Linked DNA regions of Mus musculus: region 1 is linked to region 2. Evidence: chromatin contacts called from public HiChIP or PLAC-seq data. All regions are on one chromosome and are shown on one strand. Each heading gives the region's core, a stretch centred on a gene start, on an enhancer-like site or on the middle of the called end of the contact. The rest is flanking DNA. Distances are from core to core; before and after follow the strand shown.

Region 1 (4,176 bases), core at 1,261-3,760, 180 kb before region 2:
ACTATAGAAATGTAGGCTTTTCCTGTTCCATATCACATTGTCTGTGGTGGTTAGGTTAGGAGTGCCCCCCATGTACCCATGTGTTTGAATGCTTGGCCATTAGTGAATGTCACCCTTAGAAGGTGTGGCCTTGTTGGGGAAAGTGTGCCACTGTGTTAGCAGGTTTTGAGGTCTTATATACCCAGTGAAGCACACAGTCTCTCCTTGGTGCATATGGGTCAAGATGTAGAACTCTCAGCTCCCTCTCCAGCACCATGTCTGCCTGCACGCCACCATGATTCTCACCAAGATATTAGTGGACTAAGCCTCTGAAACTTTAAGTCAGGTCCTATTAAATATTTTCACTTATAAAAGTTGCAGTAGTCACGGTGTCTCTTCAGAGCAATAAAACTCTAAGACATTGTCTATTGGCCTGTATACTTCCCCATGTGACTGTCACAGCAGAACTCTCAACGTCCTCATGGGAATGCGACAGTCTTTCCATTTTCCCAAACTGAAGTCTTAATGATGTCATTGTGCCTACCTTGCCTTCACTGGCCTGTCCTAGCCAGTCCACATCCAGTTGTCCTGTGAACATTTCTCTGAGCATCTCATGTTTGTCCAGCTCTTCATCCCCACTATCCTCACCATCCCTTGCCCTAACAGATGCAATGTCCTCCTCCTCCTCAATGATTGCTTCTGCCTGCAGAGATTGACCATTTCCCTAAATGTTAGTCATAACTCCACAGTAGCCGGCCTGTTTCTTGTCATTCTCGACAGCTTGCTTTGTGACTGTCTCACCAACATGCCTCTGTGTTTCCATGTCTGTGCCTTGATGTGACATCTGTCTCCAAAAATGCCCCTCTTCTCTCTCTTCTCATTCTACCCAAATGCTTCACTGTTTTCTCTCTGCCTCGATGAATCTCAAAGCTAGGCAAATTCCATTAGATTGAAGATTCAGAATTGCTTGACTAATGGAGGGAGTACGGTCCCAAGGCCTAAATGAATCTATCACCTTGTTTTCCCTGACCAAAGTACCTACTCTCTCTGAGATTCAGTCTTCTGCCAGTTAGATCCACAAAACCTAAGTTGCAGGAGGGTCTTCACTATGAAGAGTAATATAAATGACATTCCATGAGGACTTAGAAAGTGTGTTCAACTTCTGTTGTTGGCAGTATATTCATGGGGAACTTAAAATGCAGCTTTGAAAACATCTTTCACTGTAAGATCTTGTCATTTGTACCACTATGCAATATATGATTGATTTCTAAACTATCATATAAGTATCTGGGTGATGGATTGCACTTAATTAGATTGTGACCACCTGTACACATGTATATACAGGGATATTTATAGATCAAAAGAGAGGCACTTCTGTGCACATTGGTTTCAATAGGAAGTTGATGATATTTCTATTTTATTCACGAGGAACTAAGACTTGAAAATTATCAATCCCTGTCAAATCAGTGCAGATCTTAAAAGTGGTGTCACCTTAAAGGGATGTCAAAACGTATCTTTCTCAATTCTGTTTGACTTTCATTTTTAACTACATGTCACATATGTGAGAATCTGTTGCCTGGATCATAATGATTTTTATCTAGGCAGCAATGTACATGGGGATTGTGGGAGGAAGGGAGGGGATGTGGTTGTTAGGAGGTTGCCCCCAAACAAATAAGGTACAAATAAGGAGAACTACCAAAAAGACAACCATGGCAATTCATTGGGCCACTCAAAGTTGCTGTCTGGAGAGACATGGGACACTCAAGTCCTTCATTCTATGTAAAGATAAGATCTGAGTGTTTGTAAAAGCCCATTAGTAAATCTACATGCTGAATAATAAGATGTTGCTGTAGACTAGTGTTCTCTCCAACTCTGGGGGGGTGGGGGATGGGGGTGGCAACTTACAAGGTAAATAATTTTGTTCTGAATATTGTAACATAAATCAGACAAGTTTAAATTTAATTAAGTTTTGTATTCAAACATTACACCATTAGCCATGACAAAATATAGAGCATTTTCATCTGAAGCAGAGTAAGGAAAGCCATGACTAAATATGCTATTATCTGAAGCTTGCCTTTAGATGTATAGAAACTTACCTATAGTCATAGGATGCCAAAGAGTTATATTCATGGAGCATTCTTGGGATACATTATGAATTCTTGAGTTTAGAATATGGGCTGTCACATTTTCCGAAGGAATGTGGTAATTTAATCTTTGAAGAAAATGAGCTCGTACTTTTCCCTCTATCCTCAGTTGGCATGTGATTCTTGTCGTCATTCAAGCCAAAATTTGTTATTATAAAGTAACAAACTCATTGTATTGCCCAAGTTCAGGTTAAACATTAACCTTTCTCCATGGATCAATTCCTGACAGGAACTGGGGAAGAGGCAGAGCTCTTCAATGTCTTGTGCTTGCCAAGTGAGAAACCCTGAGGCAGCTCAGCTAGGGTTCCATCATGTGCTCTGTGTGAGCCTTGTGAGAAGCCTTGGTTCAGCTCTGCGAACAGCTCTGTCCCAGCCCAGTGTGCCCACCTTGCCCTAAGGCAATCCTTCCCATGACCTTTCAGTCTCCACCCTCTGTTCTGAATTTGAAAGGCGGGCTCTTCAATCCGGTGAAATGCAATGGCTGCCAAGCAATAGAATACAAAGTATCTTTTATTAGTGACCAAAAACTGAGTAACAAAAGAGGTATTTAGAAATGAAGAAAACAAAAGAAAGATGTCTCATTTAGTACAAAGTATGCACTATTTTAGTATCTCTTGAAAATATTTTATATGCCCTTTAAAAATGACCCTTGAGGAATTGACAAAGTCCTGTATTTTCACTGTCCTATAAAAGTCTGTCACAGAAGGATAATCAGTCTCCTGCTTGCTTTTTTTGTTTGTTTGGTTTTTTGTTTGTTTGTTTGTTTTTTGGTTTTTTTTTTTGAGATAGGGTTTCTCTGTATAGCCCTGGCTGTCCTGGAACTCACTTTGTAGACCAGACTGGCCTCAAACTCAAAAATCCGCCTGCTTCTGCCTCCCGAGTGCTGGGATCAAAGGCGTGTGCCAACACACCGGGCTCTCCTGCTCTTTCTTATCCTACCATAAAATTGTTCAATATAGATATTGTATTTGATTTACTTTGAATCCTTTATTTAAGGAGCAAGTACAGGAAAGAGCTACTCAGTGGTTATTTAATTAGTAAAAGAGTGAGCTAAGGAAAGGCGTGTTATTTCACAAGAAGCTGTTGATGTGGGTAGATAAACCTGGTATCTTCAGGTAAAAAGACGGAGAATGTTTTTTATGGCTGTTGTACTGGGGATTAAATTTAGGACCTCATACATATCAGGAAAATATTCGACCAATGAGGAACAATTGATAGTCCTACTCAGCTCTGGCATCTCTGAACCAAAGCAAGCGCCACCATAGCGTGATCGCCCACGGGTACAGTAGTGGCATACACACCTTGGCACTAACCAACTTTAATTGGACTTAAGGCCCATGCAAGGAAAAGGAATTCATGCCTGGTCCTGGAAAAAAATAGTTAACTACTGAGACCTCCTGAAGGCATGAATCTTAGTAAACCAGCACTGTACTAGACCAGCACGATTTGGGAGAAAGAATGTTCAATAATTCCTACTGAGCTTAAAAGGAGCAGATGCAACCTTTCTACTTAGACCAGCACACCCAGGTGACGTTGTGCTGGTGGTTGTCATTAGCAGTGTAGACTGTTCAGATATTAGATTACTCTACTTTGCCTCAGCTCGCTTCCTCGGAGGACTTATGAGTAGTACTCATCACCCAAAGGCACCATGCAAGTTAGTCCTCAGGGATGAGGGTTCTGTACAATAGAATTCCCATACCTAATGCTCACAGTCACTGTAGAAGAGAGGGCCAGGGGAAAGATGTTTGTTGTGAGGTTGTGTCTCCTCCCTACCAGGCTTCGTACTAGCAAGCAGGACACTGCTGTAAAACAGCCAGGACACACACAAGTCACTGCGTCCTTGGAGTCTCCTTAGGGACTCCTTACTCAGTCTAACCTGAGAAAGTTAGTTCTCTGTGCATAGCTTTCAGAGTATAGCTGTCTCCTATAGTGCAGTGCCTCTCTCTTGGGATTCTTATGGCCTAGAGTGTTCCCCTGCACATATGAAGTTTCCTTTGCCTCAGTAGCATCCAGAACAGTCTCTTTGACATGTGGGTGGTTTGTAGAACAAGTC
Region 2 (4,586 bases), core at 1,216-3,715:
GATGGAGAATAGTTAACAGAGATACCAGACATTGATGTCTGGTGTCACATGCATATATATCTACACACTCACATGCATGCTTATACTAACACTCACACACACACAGGAAAAGTTCCCACAGATATTGGGGCGAAAATACAGCGGAAGTAAAGAACATAAAAAGAAAACGATCCCTATCCTATTAGTCCGTGTTCGATAGGAGAGTTGACCTCAACTGAACCCAAGCCAGAGGATGATCTCATTTTGCTGAACTTGCGACCAAATTGAGCTCATTTAATTGTTTCTTGAAACCTCAATTGATTCATTAAAATAATTGCCTGGAAAGAAAACCTATGATTTCTAAAATTACTACCAGAAGAAAATTAGCACATTCTCCAAGTTAGACCAATTTTTTGGTTCAAGTATCTTCTTTAAACCCCTGTCCATAATCTGAGGAAAGGGGGGGAGGAGGAGGAGGAAGAGGAGGAAGAGGAGGAAGGAGGAGGAAGGAGGAGGAGGAGGAAGGATGAGAAGGAAGAGGGGGAGGAGGAGGACGAGGAGGAGGAGGACGAGGAGGAGGAAGAGGAAGAGGAGGCCCTTACATGATTTTCAGTGAATATACTTTATGGAAAAATGAGCATGTATTGACCAATGTGCTGGCTGGCTCTATCTGTGGTCACCACATTGCAGATGATTCTGAAAAAAACGGATGTTTTCTTCCTTGAGAATTCCATCAAGTGTGTGTGGGGGGGTCACATTTTAATAACTATTAAGCTATTGGTTCTCTCTGTCTCATCTGCTTATGATGATGTCACAAGGTCCTGGCTTATTATGTGTACAGTCCACCACTTTGGGTCTTGATTGTCATCAAAAGAATAATAGTAGAAATTCCTCCCTACTAAAATGAATTCTCCAAGGAACAAATTGTTTGTTGTTGTTTTGTTTTGTTTTGTTTTGTTTTGTTTGTTTTGTTTCATTTCGCTTTATTTGTTTCTTTGTTTTCTGTTCTTGTTGTTTTGGTTTGTTTAGAAACTCAGATTCAGTATAAAGGGCGAAACAAAGATGGACGGGTGGAATGGGTCCCTCTTTTCTGTGCTACTTCCTGGGGGTGCTGAGGGCATATTTTGTGAGCACATGCATGGAGTTCTTAGTGAGCGCAACTCCATGGAACCCGAGACCCTTGCTCAGACACACAGTGCAGCCCTCTGGAGAGGAGCTTCCCCCACCCCCTTCGTGCACAATAGGCAAATCATAGTGGGGGGGGGGCGAGTAGAAGGCAATGTTCTTTTCTTCTCTGATGCTTTTGCCTTGAGGGTACTTGTATCTACCTTGTAGGTAGGGCGACCATCTCCCCCCCCCCCAAAAAAAAAACAATGTAGGATACTGGTGGAATGATTCGTGACCAACAAGCAATCTTGGTTTCTCCGTGGTCAGTGTACCTCCCCTCCCCCACAGCACTTTGCCGGTGCCCAAACCAAACTCAAGGGAGAGTCTATTCACTCAAGGTCACAGAACTGAAGCAGTCCCTGGGTTGTCTCTGCAATTTTTACATAACACTGAGAGGAAATCATTATCTGCTGGAATTAGGCAATTATGGTGAAGAAGGCCTCATTTGTACCTCTTACTAGTTTGTGACCTGGGGCTTATCTAGAATGGCAAACTAATTAGCTGTCATTAACTGCTTAGAGCAGCTGCGTTGTTACAGACCACTGTAGACAACACACACACACACACACACACACACACACACACACACACACACACACCACTGACGAAAGTCTCATTTACTTCCCAAGCTTTGCAAACCGAGGTGGGAACATGGGCAGGGAAAAGGCCTCTTTTCTCAGTAATCTAGAAAAACAAGTACGCTTGAAAAACCTAAAAGCTACCAACAAGAACAGTGATGATCCTGGTGTTGAGACTTGATACTTGACTGTCTGAGATTTGAGATACCCAGAAAAGATGACACATCGCTTGGGGCTCATCTATCCTTACGATCACGTCCTGGGAGGGGTGGAAAGGAGTTTTTGTCTATTTGTTTGTTTTGTTTTGTTGCAAAGCCAGTGGGGACACTTTCAGATAAAACCTGCAAGGGTGAACCCCAATTCTCTCCAGCTTTAATTTCTAACTAGAGAACAGAGATATGAGTACCTGCCACTCAGAACCGTTGCAAGAATGCAAGCAGATAAGTTACAGAAAGGGTAAAGGCCGGTCATCAGGTCATAAGTGGCTCCCCAAGTATTCCGTTGGGCAGTTCTGTCCCCTCGCTTCCCATTTGTTCCTAACCCCTGTTTTGGCACGGGAGAGTGGAGGTTACAGAGGATTGCGGTGGCCTTCTGTCATTTCTCACTCCGAACGTCTCGGGATGCTTTTGTTCCAGGCGGTAACACCCACACATTTTCAATGCTTCCTGTATCACGTATAACCTAGGTCCGGAGCCAGTTACTCGTAGCAGAAGCAAAGAGGATGTGGGGCCAGTAGAGGGCAGCAGAGAGGCAAAAATGCCCAAGCTCTGAGAGTGTGGGGACCAAGTCATGATGACGGGACAGAAAGTACTTTTGAACGTTCCTTTCATTTTAAACCAAGGTTAAGAAAGTTAACTGCAGTGCAGCCACCTCTCAGAACCTTGTCATCCTCAATATCACCTGCACTACGCTTCTTAAGTTTACTATTATCATCTTCTTTATGTAATCATATTCAATTGAGAATTTTCATGCAGCAACAAACCTCAAAGGAAATCTATTTGGATGTCTTTATTGGAAATGTGAGAAAAACCAAGGCTGCTGAGAGAAAACACTACTTTGTGGCTGAACTGGGAATAACTCCTCATCCTTGCTCTGAGCCCAAGCCTTAAACCCTGACCCCCAACCATAAACAAGCAAACACTAGATAGAATAGTAAGTTTAAAGAAATGTATGCTTACAAGACACCACAGGGAATATGAAAGAATGTTAATTTCTGAGTAGCAGGTAGCTTTAGACTATTATGGACTTAAAAATCACAAAAATGTCTTGGGCCAATATCTCACTGGAAATGCCTTCATATTTAGAGCTATTTGAATAACATCTAGTAGTGATTCTAGAGGTAGGGGGATAGCCAGCCTAAAACAATGGCTTTTGCTTTTGTCTCTAAGGTCTTATATCAAAACAACACACTCCCTCTGTCCCTGTAGAGGGGACAGGAAAAGTGACAGGCAGAAAGCCATGTACACAGAGTTCTGGTCCAGAAAAAACACTGGCCATTCCACTTAGAACTATTTTAACCTGGATGCTCTTGATCCCATCAAGAAAAGAATGTTTACTCTGAATAGAATTCTGTCAGTCAGGAAGCCCGAGGATTAAAAGTGAAGTATCCAAATGCTAGTTAGTCAAAACACAGCGGGAAGAAACTCGGTCTTCAGCTGTCATTGTTCTGAAGGATAAAGCAAAACTGAAGGTCTACTTGACAAGTTGTTAGCACAACCAACCCAAGGTATTTAAGAGAACAATGGTTTCTCTTAGGATGTGGGCCATTTGCTTAAGCACTTTCACCTTATTAAAGAAAAGGAGCCAAGTTGTAGGGTTTTTTTGTTTTTTTGTGTGATAGTAATGATACTAGTAATTATTTAGATCTTTTTTAGTCTCTGTGTCCCATGCATATACGTGATAAAAAGAGTAGGATATATTATTTATTAAAATATACTATATTATATATTCACATGTATTTAAAATAATATATGGTGGGGCTTCCTTCAAGAAATGAGATCCCTGTGTAAGAGCGTCTTGGGTGCTGAGGAGACAATGAACTGCAAAGTGCATAAGGATCACAGCAGAGCGAGCCATCTTCAGAGAAACCCCGCCCCCTCATCACTGGCTTTCTGGTATCACCTTTTAAATTGTCCTGTAGTAAGAGAAAATCTAGTGCCAAGGGACCTGTCACTCCAGAGGAGTGCTCAGTGGGCTCTTTCTGGGTGTGCCTGAAATGTTGCTGATGCTTCATGCTTAATAACTTTAATGAAAATTTAATAAAGATTACACATGCTCACGATTATAGACAGGCTGTTTGGTGGCCTTTGCTTATACATTTGATATATATATAATATACAATTATATATATATATATATATATATATATATATAATGAATGCCTAGGTATTCTGACTTTTTTTTAAAGCTAAAACAGTTAATTTATGCACCCTGCCTCCCTAATAAAAAGACTCCTAGTGAAAATGAGATTTGTCTGACGACATGTATGCATGGCTCTTTTATTAGCTGAAGTATTTAATAGACTAGTAAGAAGCCATTTTCTTCCTTGCTTGCTTCATAGCTTGCATTGCTGTCTCAGGCTTTTGTTTAGACAATTGAGTTATAAACACACACACACACACACACACTACCTGACTTTTTCACCAGGAATTGGTAGAACCTGTACTTGTACGTGGAATTACAACAGCAGAGACAAAGGACATGCCATAATCAATTCAACTGTGATTCGTCTGAGTCTGGTTTGGCTACTTTGTTAGTTGAAAGAATAGAATGCTGCTGAAGGTTCCTTTAGCTGGCAAAGCCAAAGGTCAAGTACAGCCCTGTTCAGTTCTGAGCTTAAGTTAGTGGTGAGCACAACGCTTC

What was found. HiChIP or PLAC-seq counts read pairs in DNA pulled down with a chosen protein or histone mark.
Region 1: an H3K27ac HiChIP or PLAC-seq map of embryonic stem cells shows a contact between it and region 2, with 5 read pairs. The contact joins two enhancer-like sites. A contact is called at or near these places in 1 of 15 datasets of contacts at CTCF or cohesin (the NIH/3T3 cell line), 3 of 115 datasets of contacts at active chromatin or transcription factors (all in embryonic stem cells) and 1 of 9 other capture datasets (adipose tissue).

What each region holds. Positions count from the first base shown.
Region 1 is chr13:109,597,496-109,601,671 of GRCm38.p6, forward strand. All of the region lies in intron 3 of Pde4d (phosphodiesterase 4D, cAMP specific), which reads left to right. Among named protein-coding and RNA genes, the nearest start is that of Gm32703, 160 kb to the left of the region's middle. Within about 2 kb of position 2,511, at least 11 of the 459 cell types and tissues checked have an H3K27ac peak or open chromatin away from gene starts, as enhancers often do. A contact at or near this core is called in embryonic stem cells, where this site is marked.
Region 2 is chr13:109,773,831-109,778,416 of GRCm38.p6, forward strand. The region is part of intron 7 of Pde4d (phosphodiesterase 4D, cAMP specific); the gene reads left to right. Among named protein-coding and RNA genes, the nearest start is that of Mir1904, 130 kb to the right of the region's middle. Within about 2 kb of position 2,466, at least 125 of the 459 cell types and tissues checked have an H3K27ac peak or open chromatin away from gene starts, as enhancers often do. A contact at or near this core is called in embryonic stem cells, where this site is marked.